2 separate regions of the Mus musculus genome follow, and region 2 is linked to region 1. Evidence: chromatin contacts called from public targeted proximity ligation data. All regions are on one chromosome and are shown on one strand. The core of a region is the stretch at or near the end of the contact, and the rest is flanking DNA. Distances in the headings are between cores, read along the strand shown.

The links.
Region 2: a contact with region 1 is called in a targeted proximity ligation map of extraembryonic endoderm stem cells. A contact is called at or near these places in 1 of 39 promoter capture datasets (the 3T3-L1 cell line), 6 of 484 Hi-C or Micro-C datasets (the HL-1 cell line, Sertoli cells, bone marrow-derived macrophages and 2 more) and 5 of 130 datasets of targeted methods (embryonic stem cells, epiblast stem cells, extraembryonic endoderm stem cells and 1 more).

What each region holds. Positions count from the first base shown.
Region 1 is chr19:23,963,235-23,970,047 of GRCm38.p6, forward strand. No RefSeq gene overlaps it. Among named protein-coding and RNA genes, the nearest start is that of Gm34076, 49 kb to the left of the region's middle.
Region 2 is chr19:24,222,053-24,228,865 of GRCm38.p6, forward strand. Tjp2 (tight junction protein 2) reads right to left here and starts at 2,974. Exons shown (of 24, transcript NM_001376368.1): 1 at 2,799-2,974.

The DNA of each region.
Region 1 (6,813 bases), core at 2,822-5,321:
AGAACTAGAAAGGGTGGGCTTATTCAGCAGCAAGCCTCTGAGATGACAAGTACATCTGGCAAATAAAAGTTACTATTACACTTCTAAAGAAAAACACCCCTCTGCCCCATTGCTAGATATTTGGCAGTTTTGATGATTTCTTTGATAATCTTGTATGCAATTCATATTTTGGTTCTTAAATCCCAAACCTTTCTCAAGGTTTCAGTAATAATATTGCAAGAAGAGTCCAGTTGTTCACACTTGGAACCTCACTGCAGGTACTAGTTCCCAGGCCTCTGGCTGGACAGACAGGATGAAGTCCCAGGCCTTAATGTACCCCAAGCCTGGTTCCAACTTCTGTCCAGCTCCAGCCTCTGCGATTCCTGGAGATACCTGGGACCACACGGTCCTCCAAACAGCTCTTCAGTCTCAGTAACTACCTGGTGACTGTCAGCAGAAGTCCTCTTCAGACTCCAGGATGTTCCCACAATGCACTACTCACCACCTCTACCAACACCCTGCCCCATCCACCTCCAAGTGGCATGACATGCCTTTCCCAGAGCTGAGTATATTAAATTGAGGCATCTGCTCTCTGCATCTCTTCCCTGTCACTCTGTGAGTGCTGTATGGGTGATGAAGTCTCTGTCTTGTTCACTTCTTGGCCCACTGCATCAGCATCGTGGCAATCTATGTAACATGAGTGTTTGGGGAGAGTCATCAATTGGCCAGGAAGGCAGAGAAGCAACAGAGACTTCTGGTGCTGGGTCAGCAGCACCGCCTTTGGTATACAGGGATTGTAGGGGTACCTGAATCTGACCACAGCTTGTGACTGCCCTTTTTAGGACCAACTACTACCATCTACAACATTCCTTCCCCACCTACAGCACCCTGCTGGCTCCTTAATACCCTCAGCCCTACCCTGCTTAGTCGAAGGAGAGAACCTACGAACTGGTGACACATAATCCTCTGTCCTCCACTCGATGAGGGGTTCCTGTGTTTTATCTTTTCCATCACTGTGACAAACTAGCAGACAGGAGCAATTTAGGAAAGTAAAGGTATATTTGGGGTCACCACTCAAGGACATTTCAGTCCATCTTACAGGGCAGATATGGAGGCCTGGAGAAACGGTGTGGGGACAAGGGTGAGCTTATAGCACCTAGATAACAGGAAACAGAGTATAGGTCAGAGCCAGGAGTGGATATACCCTTAAAGCCCTCCTTGTGTGACCCAACCCTCCGGGGCCAGGCTATTGGCCCTGCTGGGGATTAAGTGTTCAAGCACATGAGACTTCAGGGAACCTTTCACACTCACCACCGTTAGCAGTCAGGCATCTCCACTGCCAGCCCTGAAGGACCTGGACCATCAGGCACCTTCATGGTCAGCCCCGGGGTCCCTGGTGACAGCAAGACCGGTCATCACTAGCTCTCCAGAGATGACATATTCCCATTGTTGCCTCTGCCGCTCGTCCTCTATAGCCTCTCCTCCTGCACATGTGCCACAGCCCTAATTAAAATGCCTCACTTTTCCTCCCCACTTCCCTTCCTTCTCCCAGAGGCAGCTGTTTCCCTTTACCCCTCCCTTTAGGAAGCCTCCCACAGACCTGTTGCACGGTCTCTGATTTTGTCGGAATTCGCTGCTTAGTTCCATCAACCATAGCACCCAGTATCTGGGATTGTGCCCGACTGATATCAGAAAGCACATGCTGAGTGTGTAAATGCAGGCAGCTGCTTGTCTGGGCCATTCTGAAGGACAGCAGCGTCCTACTCCCAACTGCCCTTTGTGACAAACCCCAGCAAGGATAAATCCTTAAGTGCCTCTGGGCACCCAGTATCACTGTGGTGGGCTTCAAAAGAAATCTTAGGGGGGGGTGAAACTCTTCATCATACATGGGCTCATAAGCAAGACAAATATAAATAAATAAACAAATCAAACTATACAAGTTTACTTAATATAAGTTTAAATGACACAGGAGTCTCCCCGAAATGAAGGCCCTAAGAAGCACGTACCAGCAGGTGTGGAAGGAATATATATTACACAATTACAGACATGTATCGAAGAATTATCCCCCCACAAAAGAACCTAAACAAGAAATCTACCATCCCTATCAATGTATCAAAGATCAGATATTCCAATGCTCTGAGGTATTTCAGAGCACAAAAAAAAAAAAGGAAGGAGACATCCTAATTTTATAGAGCAAATATAATATCTATGTGGAAACAAGAGGAAGTCAGTGTAAAAAAACATATACAGACAAATACCATTGACAAATACCATTGGGAATTTTCTAAATATTAGCAGAGTCCAACATTACATTAAGAAATAATGCATCACAAATTAGAGGGATTTGTTCAATAATTCAAGAGTTGTGCCAATAGAAACCCATTAATATCATAGTATGGGCCCATCTTAATATGAATAATATATACTTTGGAGCCTAGGATGTAGCTCAGCTGGTAAAGTGCTCGCCTCGCTTGTATGAAAGGCTCAATCCTCAGCACTGCTTAAAGAAGTCATGGTGACACATGCCTGTAACACCAGTGCCTGACAAGTGGTGGCCATGGAGACCAGGAGTTCAGAAGTTCAAGGCCAGCCTGGACTACATGAGCCCCTGTCTCTAAAAATAAAAAGGTAAGAAAGTATCAGGGATCTTTCCTCTACGATCAGGAAAAGGACTATCAACGCTCCTCCACAGTGTACTGTCTCTTGTGAGGCTATGGCAGTGCCTGGCAAACACAGAAGTGGATGCTCACAGTCATCAATTGGATGGAACACAGGGCCCCCAATGGAGGAGCTAGAGAAAGCACCCAAGGAGCTGAAGGGGTCTGCAACCCTATAGGAGCTCTACAACAATATGAACTAACCAGTATCCCCCAGAGCTCGTGGCTCTAGCTGCATATGTAGCAGAGGAAGGCCTAGTCAGCCATCAATGGGAGGAGGGGCCCTTGGTCTTGCAAAGATTCTATGCCCTATGCCCGTATAGGGAATGTCAGGACCAGGAAGCTGGAGTGAGTGGGTTGGGGAGCAGGAGGAGGGGGAAGGGGATAGGGGATTTTCGGAGAGGACACTAGGAAAGGGGATAGCATTTGAAATGTAAATGAAGAAAATATCTAATAAAAAATAAAAAAAGAAACGCCAGCCAATGCAATTAATAATAATAATAGTAATAGTAGTAGTAATAATAATAATATAGTTCTAAAAAACATAATAAAGTCAGACTTCGTTTGTTTGTTTGTAGACAGGGCCTTGTTACATAATTCAGACTGGCCCGAACTCATGACTCATCTCCATTTTGTAAATGCTGGGATTACAGACTGGCAATCCATCTTTGGTGTCATCGTGACTCTTTTTAAAACAGACGCTGGGCCAGCGAGAGGGCTCACCTGCGCAAGGCGCTTGCTGCTAAGCCTGATGACCTGAGTCGAATCTCTGGGACCCACACAGTGGAAGGAGAAAGTCAACCTCTGCAGGGTAATCTCTGACCTCTACAAATACACGGCAATGTGTCCATACACATGCACACACAAGAAATAAATACATAAGTAATTATGTATATAGATGTAAAAAAGTTTTAAAGAGAAGTGATGTCATGGGGTTGGTGTTCCCACTCCACGTGAGTCTCTGAGTACTCTCCTTCCCTCCCAGGTTCCACCCATCAGTGTCCTTGGAGAAACAAGCAATCGCTCATGACTGAGGCAGAAAATAGATAGATACTACGGTTCTACCACTTGGCAATTATGTAACCTCAAGCAAGTACATTTCTTTCATTGAATATTTGGGCTCCTGAGCTACAAAATAAAGCAGCAGCCTTCCCGATTAGATGCCTCTAGCTCCCTTCTTAGGTTCACTGTTAAAAACCTGCTCACCTTCTGCAAGCAGGCTTGAGGCACACAGGCAAAGCAGCTCACAAGACAATTCTCCTTGCTTGGAAGTCTCTTGTGCCCTGCCCCCTCTCTCCCTCTTGTCCTCCCACCCCCAAGTCCACTGTGAATTCCTCTTTTTGGGTTAGAATCCACACACAGTATCTAACAGGCACTGGAAAAGCCTCTGCAGACCTGGGGCCTCCAGCCACTTGGCAAGAGCAGGACGATGATTCATCCTGAATGTTTGCCTCTTGCCTTTTAGTTAAGGCAAAACACAAGAGAGCTTGCCAGCTACTGGGATAAGAGGAGCTCCCTACTCAAAAACCATAAGCCTGAGGCAAGGCGTGGGTGGCAGAGCTTCCTACTCTGAAAAGGACACAGACTGCAGATTCTCTCTTGGAGCAACCTCTTAATCCCCTGGCCCTCTCAAGTTTCCTTGTTGGATGCTCAGACTCTACCCTGATGTACTTAGTCCAATTTTAGTAAGAAAACTGCACCCTTCCGGTCTGACCAATACCTCATTCTCTGCCTGCCTTCCATCTTCTCACTTTGACCTGCCTTCTGCAATCATTTGATTGAATTGATAAATCAAGAATTACCCGAAGGCTGGGAATGTGGCTCCATAGGAGCAGACTTGCCCAGCGTGCACCAAGTTTTGGGTTCTAACCCCGGCAACAGGACACTACCACCACACACCCTACTAGAAATCTCTGTCGTTGGGCTGAATCTGACCTCTCTCCCTCACTACAGACCCTCTTGAATAAAGTCACACCTTGCCTTAAAAAAAAAAAAAAAAAAAAAGAGCAGTGGGACATTTACTTTTGTTTTTTCCATCTAGACCTACAACATCAATAGATATAAATAAATTCTAGTGTTTCTTGTTTTTATTTGGGGTGGGAGGCAGGAGGGAAATAAAGGGTTAGAGAAAGAACTGAAAACAGGTGACCTCCTAATTTTTCTTCTTAACAGGGAGTACTGCCATTCTGACAGCAGGGTCACCTACAGGTCACATTTTGAGTTTATAACAACAGCATCCTGTGAAATTCTAAAGGAGAAAATGTTTGCTTCTTTTGACACATATGCCCACCAAGCGCACCTTGCCTTTAAACCTTTTTTTTTTTCCCTGTTCTCAATACTTGTCTCCTTGCTATGACCTGCATGCACTACCTGCCAAGGTGAACAGCATTGCCCTCTCTCTTCTTGCTTATCTTTGCCTCCTCAGCCCCTGGCCCTCTGCCTAGGAGCCTGTAGCTCAGTAAATACCTGTTGAGTGACTAGCTGAGTGAAGTGGAAGAAAAGTGCTGCCTTCTGGCTGCAGGCCTGACTTGCTTTTCAGAAGCCCCAGGGAGGAACACCTTGTAAACAAAGATGGCTGTGTTGAGGCCTTTTCCAGGGGCTCCCTCAGTTGTTCTCAGCTGTGGCAGCCCAGGGAAAGGTGGAGATAGGCTCCTTTGTTTTGCCTCAAAATCTCCTCTCCCGTGGAGAGGCTGGAGGCAGCTCCAGTTCTTCTGATGTTGAGGGATTTAAAGAGCCTTGGACTTTGGCACTGCAGGCCTCTCCAGGGATCTTCAGTTACTCACAGCCTCCTATACAGAGAGGAGGTACCGGGTGTGTGGGGCCAGTGCCTACTTGCTCCTGCTCCCTTCCAGTCTCCTCTTCAATGTCCAGGCGAACACCATAGAAAACCGGTTCAGGGGAGACAGGTGACTTAGACTCAAGTGGGCCTCAGACCAATGCAAACCAGTGTAACCCAGAAACAAGATTAAGGTCAGAACACAAACAGAGGAGTTTTGAAAGTTAATCTGAAAGATCTTTTTTGTTGTTGTTGTTTTGTTTTAAGGCTGAGCCAGGGAATCTGTAGATCCTGCTGAAACCCGGACACTCAAGAAAGCAAACAAAAGCAAGGAGGCAAGGGCAAACTGGTTAGGGCCAGTAACTGCCAAGGTGAGTGTCAATCCAACCAGACTGTCCTTGTTCCAAGGAGCTTCAACAAACCTTCCCCACCCCCAGCCCCTGTCGTGTGTGTGTGTGTGTGTGTGTGTGTGTGTGTGTGTGTGTGTGTGATGCCAAGTGTGTGCAGGTGCCCTCTGAGGCCAGAGGGGGCATCAGATCCCCTGAAGCTCCCAACATGAAGACTAGAAACAGAACTCTGGAAAAATAGCAGTCACCCTTTACTGCTGAGACATCTCTCCAGGCCAGCATGGTAGACTTTAGATAATAAAATCTCGGTGGAGATTAGATTAACTCCTATACAAGGACAGACACATTTTGAATGATGAGCAATGTGTCCCCCAAACCTATTCTAACCCTTCCCCATAGAAATAAATACACACGTTCGTTCGTGGCTGATCTGCAGATGAAGCAGTCTCCCATGGCTCTTAAGTAAAGCGATGTACTCCCCTGCAATAACCGTTCACTTGTCTTGTACTTTAGACCTAGCCGATGCTGACTTCTAACTTACATGACACAAAGGACCTGCACAGCGGATGCCATGACTATGGACTATAATAATTTTAAAGGGGGTTGTATTATGAAACTATAAAAAGACATGGAGGAAGCTGAGGTGCGTATGTCCAACTGAAAGAAATTGCTCAAAAGGCTACAGACACACGGTTGCAACCCTACCAGGCATGGAAAAGATGCTTTCCTACAAAGCGCCCATCCTCACCTGTGCTCACGAGGTAACAGGCCCAGGATGAGCGGCACCTCCACCTGCACTTTGTGCCTGTCTCCTTTACTTTGGGCCAGACTCCTGCTGGAACGCTGCCTGACGGTCTCAGCCTAGGTGTCTGAGAAGTGAGGCTCCTAACTAACTTCATCCCCCTTTGAAACTCCAACACTAAATCCTGGTCCTTCTCCTACAGCACCATGGATTCCGGGTAGGCAGGGTAGACCACCCATGAGATGAGGGCAGGCACACACCCTGGAGCAGATCACCTATCTTAGCAGAACCAGACAGGGCCCTCTGACAACT
Region 2 (6,813 bases), core at 1,724-4,223, 260 kb after region 1:
CACGGCTCACAGACTTTTAGTCAGGCAAAACACCAAAACACCCATATACACTTTACTATAAATATATATATATATATGTGTGTGTGTGTGTGTGTGTGTGTGTGTGTGTGTGTGTGTGTGTTTGTGTGTGTGTGTGTGTGTGTGTATATATATATATATATATATATATATATGAAAGTAGGGGAGGGACTGGAGAGACCGCTCAGTGGGTAAAGAACTTGCCACTCAAACTTCACTTGTGGACAACAGTAACTGTGGGGCAGAGCCCAGACTGTAATCTCACTGGGAATCGAAGACAGGGACCCTCAGAGCAAGCTGGCGAGCTGGACAGGCAAATCAGGAAGCTCTGGGTTCAAGTGAGAGAGAGACATTGCCTCAGGATAGAAGGTAGGAAGCCACCTGATGTCAAGTTCTGGCTTCCACATGCCGGTGCATACAGCGCTCACACCCGCACACACACCACACACACACCCACACACATATACACACACACAACACACACACATACAACATACACACTCACACACCACACACACACACAAACACACACATACACACACATACACACACACACACCAATACACACACATACATACATACACACAACACACACATACCACACACACACATACACACACACATACACACTCACACAAGCACACACATACACACACCACATAAACACACTCACACCACACACACATACACACACACTATACATACCACACACACACATACACTCACTCACACAAACACATACACATACCACACATACACACAACCACACACACACACACACACACACACACACTCACACACAAGGGGGTGGGGTGGGGTGGAGGTGGGGGTAGCAATGAAGACTCATGCAGTAGAGGGGCTTGCAGCCAAGTCTAAGGCTCCCTCCCACCCCAGGACCCATAAGGTAGGAGAAAACACTCATTAGCTAGCCTAGAGTTTGCTAGTAACCATGCTGGCCTGGACCTCACAGAATTCATCCTGCTGTCTTCTGAGCGCTGAGATTAAAGCTGAGTGCCACCAAGCTCTGTTATAAAAAGTAAGTTTTTTAAAGACTTATTTATTTAATGCATATGTGTACACTGTAACTGTCTTCAGACACACCAGAAGAAGGCACCAGATCCTATTTCAGATGGTTGTGAGCTACCATGTGGTTGCTGGGAATTGAACTCCAGGACCTCTGGAAGAGCAGTCAGTGCTAATACCTCTGGGCCATCTCTCCAGCCCTGTAATTTTTTTTTAAGTGCAGTTTCATTACTTAGTACCAAGGCAATGAGGAATTAAGAGATTTCGGGGAATCTATACTTAGTTAATTCATGCGGGCTGAGTCCACTCCCTAGGTGACTCCATTCCATTGCAGTCTAGACAAAAGAAAACCCTCCTGGCTCTTTATCTTCCTTAATGGAAAGCACACAACAGAATCCTGCAGCTAGCCTACCTTGGCCACTTAGTAATGTTGCATCTATTCTGCCTATTACATTCCTAGTCAGGATTCTCAGCCCCCTGAAGAAAACTGAGGGCATTCGGTGCCGTTTAACTTAACATTTAGGAAGGTTAAAATGCTCAATTTCACGTTCCGTATCATTTTAAGGCACATTTCAAGGCCAGAAACAAAAAAACCTGCAGCCTTATATGTTAGCCAAATATCTTCAAATCTCAATAAAGAGCCAATGGCTCTGGGGGCGGAGTGGGTAGGTCCAGTGTGGCTGTACTGTCTGTCCCCATTTTTAAAATAGCATTCAGATTTAAGGCTGAGTAGGAGTCCGACGTGATTCATTCCTTAGCTGGGCACCGCCACTTTTCTTGGGCCAAAGGTTCCCAAAGGTCAAAGTGCAAATAGATCCCAGGGCTAACAGGTCTAGGGTGCGGCCTGAAACCTGGGTTTTCAAGAGGCCCCCAGGCAATGTCCCAGAATCCCTCTCTCCTTACCAGGAAACTGGTCTTTCAAATGAACTAGGAAAGTCGGGAAACTTTTAGAGGCCAGAGGAGCCTCTGAACAGAACCCGCACACCTGCGGACCTGGGAAGGCGCGGTGGACAACTCAGAGACAGTAGCTCAGAAACCCTCTCGCACACTGCAGCAGCCTGGAAAACACCCTTTTCAAGCTCGGAGAATGCTTGGCATTCGGTGGCCTTTTTCCAACATAAAAATCTCCAACTCGGCTTTGACTGAGAGTCCCATAGAAAAGCCACGGAAAGCAGCCCTGGAGAGCTGACAACGCCCTGTGTTGACAACTCGGCTCGTCCTTTATAAAAGAGTCGAAAGACCCCAAATATATATATACACACACACACAAAGTCGAATTAAATGTTTCACAAAGCGACGGGACTGTTTTCCTGTCGGCGGCGGGGGAGGGGGCAGACTCATGGTCACCAGGATCGCCCCCACCTGCACACAGACACCAGCTTTCCCTCGCTCCGCGCCCGTTCAGGTCACCCACCCCTTAGATACCATCGCTGCCAACAGAAACCCAAAGGCCCTCTGAATCTAGCAGAAGAGACGCTCTGCGGGAGCGAAACAATGTCCCCGCCTGGAAGGACAAGGAGGAGCCAGGCACCTGTAGCAGCGGCGTAAACTCAGATCCCGGGTGACCCTAAGTCAACCCCGGTGATGCGAGGCTGCCCAAGGGTGGGAGATGGAAGTACGCACGCAAAAAGCAGTGCTCAAGAAATCACATCCCAAACCCCACGGGGACAACCGGCGTTCACGCACGCTGCCCCGCGGCGAGCCAAGGCTCCAGAGCAATCTTGTACCCCGGGAGGGACAGAGCCGCAGGTACTCGCCTGGAGAAGGGGGGCGGCGGCAGCCAGCAGAGTCAGCGCGCAGAAAGCGACGGTCCCAGGCGTCGGGCGGCGCAGCGCGGGCAGCGCCTGTCCGGAGGCGGAGTGCCGCGGGCTGCCGCAGCAGGCGGGAGCCAGTGACCTCCGCCACCGGCCGTTCCTGGGTATTGTTGTGACTCAACCTATTTCCTGTTTGGAGGGCTAGAAGAAAGGGGGACAAGTGCCTATCTAGAGTGTGTGTGGTTAGGGGGAGGGTAGATGGGCGGTGGCCATCACCTGCTTCCTCCAGACCCGGAAAAAAAAAAAAAAAGTAGCTCGCGCCACTTTGGGTCGTCCTGTTGGCGGAGGGGGAGGCCTCACCGGCGCCACCCAGCGGTGGGGCAGGGATTGAGCGACGCTTCCGCCTCTTTTCTCAGCAAAACCCCCAAGCTTCGGCTCAAGAGTATAAACATTCGCAGGGTTTATCTAATTCGTGCCCAGATCTGCTTTCAGTCTTTCCGCAGGTGCTGGCGAGGAAAGGTCAGTCACCCCTCAGAAACCACGGGAAGGGTGTTTGTGGGTCACTGTATGTATACGGTAGGGGAGTGGAACGGGTTGATTTTTGTTTGGGGAAGAAGAGAAACGGGTAATGGTATCGGTGAAAGATAAGTTTTAAGATCAATTTCAATCCCCCTCCCCCTCCAACCTCCCTGGTTCTCTGGCTCTGAGGCTCCAATCCGGAAATACCGGTTCCTCTCGGGGGACAATAGGTGAGGGCGGAGCACTAAGCCCAGAGCCTGCTTAGTCACACCGCGGGGAAGGAGGAATGTGCCTAGTGCCCAAGGCTGCACCCGGGGCGCAAGTTCGCCTTCCATTTAACCTAGTCTGGTTAAAAAATCCTAGGAAGAAAAAAAGAAAAGAAAAGAAAAAGAAAAAAAAAAAAATAAAAAGAAAAGCTGGATAGTGGTAGCGTATGCCTTTAATCCCAGCCCTTGGGAGGCATAGGTAGACGGATTTCTGAGTTCGAGGCCAGCCTGATCTACAGAGTGAGTTCGAGGATAGCCAGGCTACACAGAGAAACCCTGTCTCAGGGGGGAAAAAAAATCCTAAGAAGATTCCAGGGTACAGGATAAAAGTTGTGGTGATGGCGAGATGGATAGTGGTGATAGTTGTGCGGTGTGAATGCTCGCACTTGCCCACTGCGTTGCAATTTTAAGTATTTTAGTTTGCTTTTTTAAAAATCCTGTAAAGGATGCTGAGGTTCTATTCCAGGCAACTTCGCGCACGAGCGCCCTCTCCTCCCCACAAAACCCTTTCGCCAGGAGTAACTATGTCAACTGAGACACTCTCTCAAGGAAAAAAAAAAAAGAACAAAAACAACAACAACAAAAACAAAACCCCAACAAGAGAAACCAGGAGTGGTAGCACAGATTTGTAATCCCAGAGCTGGGGAGACAGATCCTTGGATTTACCAGCCCCCGAAAAATGAAAGACCCGGTCTTATAAACCAACATGGACAGATCCTGAGGAACAGGTGTTATCAGACCTGCCAATACACACACACACACACACACACACACACACACACACACACGCCCCAGGCAAAGGAAGATCAAACCTGAAGGCTCAGGCTTTAAGAAAGTATCACTTTAAGAAAAATGAGCACAAGCAAACTGTTAAGCAAATAAAAGCATACCAATTGTGCCTCCATTTACTAAGAAAGGAAAAACACCTACCCATGAATTTGCTTTTTCTTTTTTTGAGTTGAGGTCTTAGTTACTATGGCCCTAATGGCCCTTCCATGCAATCCTGCTGGTTCCAATTTTGGGGTAATCCTCCTGCCTCAGCCTCCCAAGTACTGGAATAATGGGGTGAACACTGCTGTTGTGTTTTTAAAAAAGAGAGAGAGACAGAGAGAGAGAAAGAACTTGGAATATGTTTGTAGGGTGAGGTACGGTGAAGGGGTGACTCTGGGCCCATGCTGAGGCATCCCAACCCCCTGAGGTACCAGCCATATGACAGATATAGCATGGAATAGAGTTTATTTAGAGCATGAGGAGTCGAGAGAGTAGAGACAGAGAGAGAGAGAGAGATAAAGAGAGCGAGAAGAGGAGCAGAGGCCAGCCATTAACATGTGGAGAAAGAGGGGGAGAGGAATGGGGAGAGAAGGGACAGAGAGGGAAGAGGAGAAGAAGAGAGTGAGGAGGGGACAAGCAGCCCCTTTTATAGTAAGTCAGGCACACCTGGCTATTGCCAGGTAACTGTGGGGCAGAGTTAAAAAACTACCATGTCCAGTTGTGTGTGTGTGTGTGTGTGTGTGTGTGTGTGTGTGTGTGTGTGTGTGTGTGTGTGTGCATTTTAAATTATTTATGGGGGGCCTGGAGAGATGGCTCAGCGGTTAAGAGCACTGACTGCTTTTCCGAAGGTCCTGAGTTCAAATCCCAGCAACCACATGGTGGCTCACAGCCATCTATAATGAGATCTGACTCCCTCTTGTGGAGTGTCTGAAGACAGCTACAGTGTACTTACATATAATAAATAAGTAAATTTTTTTTAAAAAATTATTTATGTTTGCATTTGATAGTATGGTTGTTTTGTCTGCATGTATGTCTGTGCACTGTGTACATGTCTGGTACTGTCAGAGGCTAAAAGAGGCCATTGGATTCCCTGGAAGTAGAGTTACAGTCTATTGCTAGCCTGAGACCCTGTTGGGAGTACAGCGTGAAGTCCTTGTGCCCACAAATCTCCAGGGAAACCAGGAATGTTAAGCACACAGGATTGCCTTTCCAATGAGAAAGATGTAAAACAAACAAACAAACAAACAAACAGAATCAACAACCCAAAACCTGTTGTTCCATTGAGAAAGCTGAGAACTAGAAGCGACTTATAGCCTGGTGTTGTATGTTACCAGTGAGCCAGACCATAGCAAGCTCCCACACCCAGGACTGGCAGTGGCTAGTAGTCTAAATGACCCTTACAGCCAGGGACTCCCCAAGCTCCCATAACCAGGCCTGGAGATATCTAAAAGTCTAAGTGATCCTCACATTATCTGTATAGCCAGAGGCTTCTCCAAGCTCAATAAGTTTAGGTCCAGGCATGGAGGTTCACACCATTAATCCCAGGAGACAGAGCCATGCAGATCTCTGAGTTCAAGGACGATCTCCAGAGCAAGTTCCAGGGCAGCCAAGCTTATGAAGTGAGGGAGTTGGAAAACAGAAAGCTGTTGATATGATAAGGGGAGCCATGCTCCAATCCCAGCAAGCAGCAGGATTCAGGAGCTTCGGCCGGCCATGTGGCTCTGGCTTTACAGTCAAGATAGAAGGAACTACTGGGACAATTGATGCTGGCTAGTTGGAGCTAAGAAATTAGCAGTGATTAAGAAGAGACCAAAACCACTGAGGTGAAATCTTCTGGGAAGTGTTACCTGAGACCACAAAGAAGCTGTGTTCCAGAGGTAGCCAAGGTCGTACCTCATGCTGCAGCTGGACTAGGTAATGGGTAAGAGTCAACCCTCCCCCACCCACCCCCCATCCCTGGTTGTATTGGTTTTAAAGACATGAAGGAGTCATGAAGAGCAGCTGAGGACTGGGACTGTCAGAGGCCAGGGCAGGCCATTGGTAAAAGTGCGGCCTCAGTTGCAGCTGATAGCCCAGTACTGAAGGGGTCATGCAAAGAAGTTGAGGCTTGGCACCATGAAGGGAGCCTATGAGAGGATATGGGTGAAGCCTAGTTGCAGCAAGACCCCAGTGTATTGGAGATGCCTGTACCATAGGATGATCATCAAGAACAGCAGCAACAGTGGAGTGGAGTCAACCAGAGCCTAGAATACTACAGAGGGCAGAGCTGGAGATGTAACCCAAGCCCTTTGGAGGAGCCCAGAAGATCGTGTGTGGATCCGGGACACACTGGAACAAGAAGTTATAACATTGAAGTTGCCTTGGACACCCCAAGATGTTAGAGCTGTGAGAGTTGTGGGATACCTGCTGAGGAAAGCTGCTAACAGGGAGTGGAACCAGCCCAGGAGAAAGAAGTGGGTTGT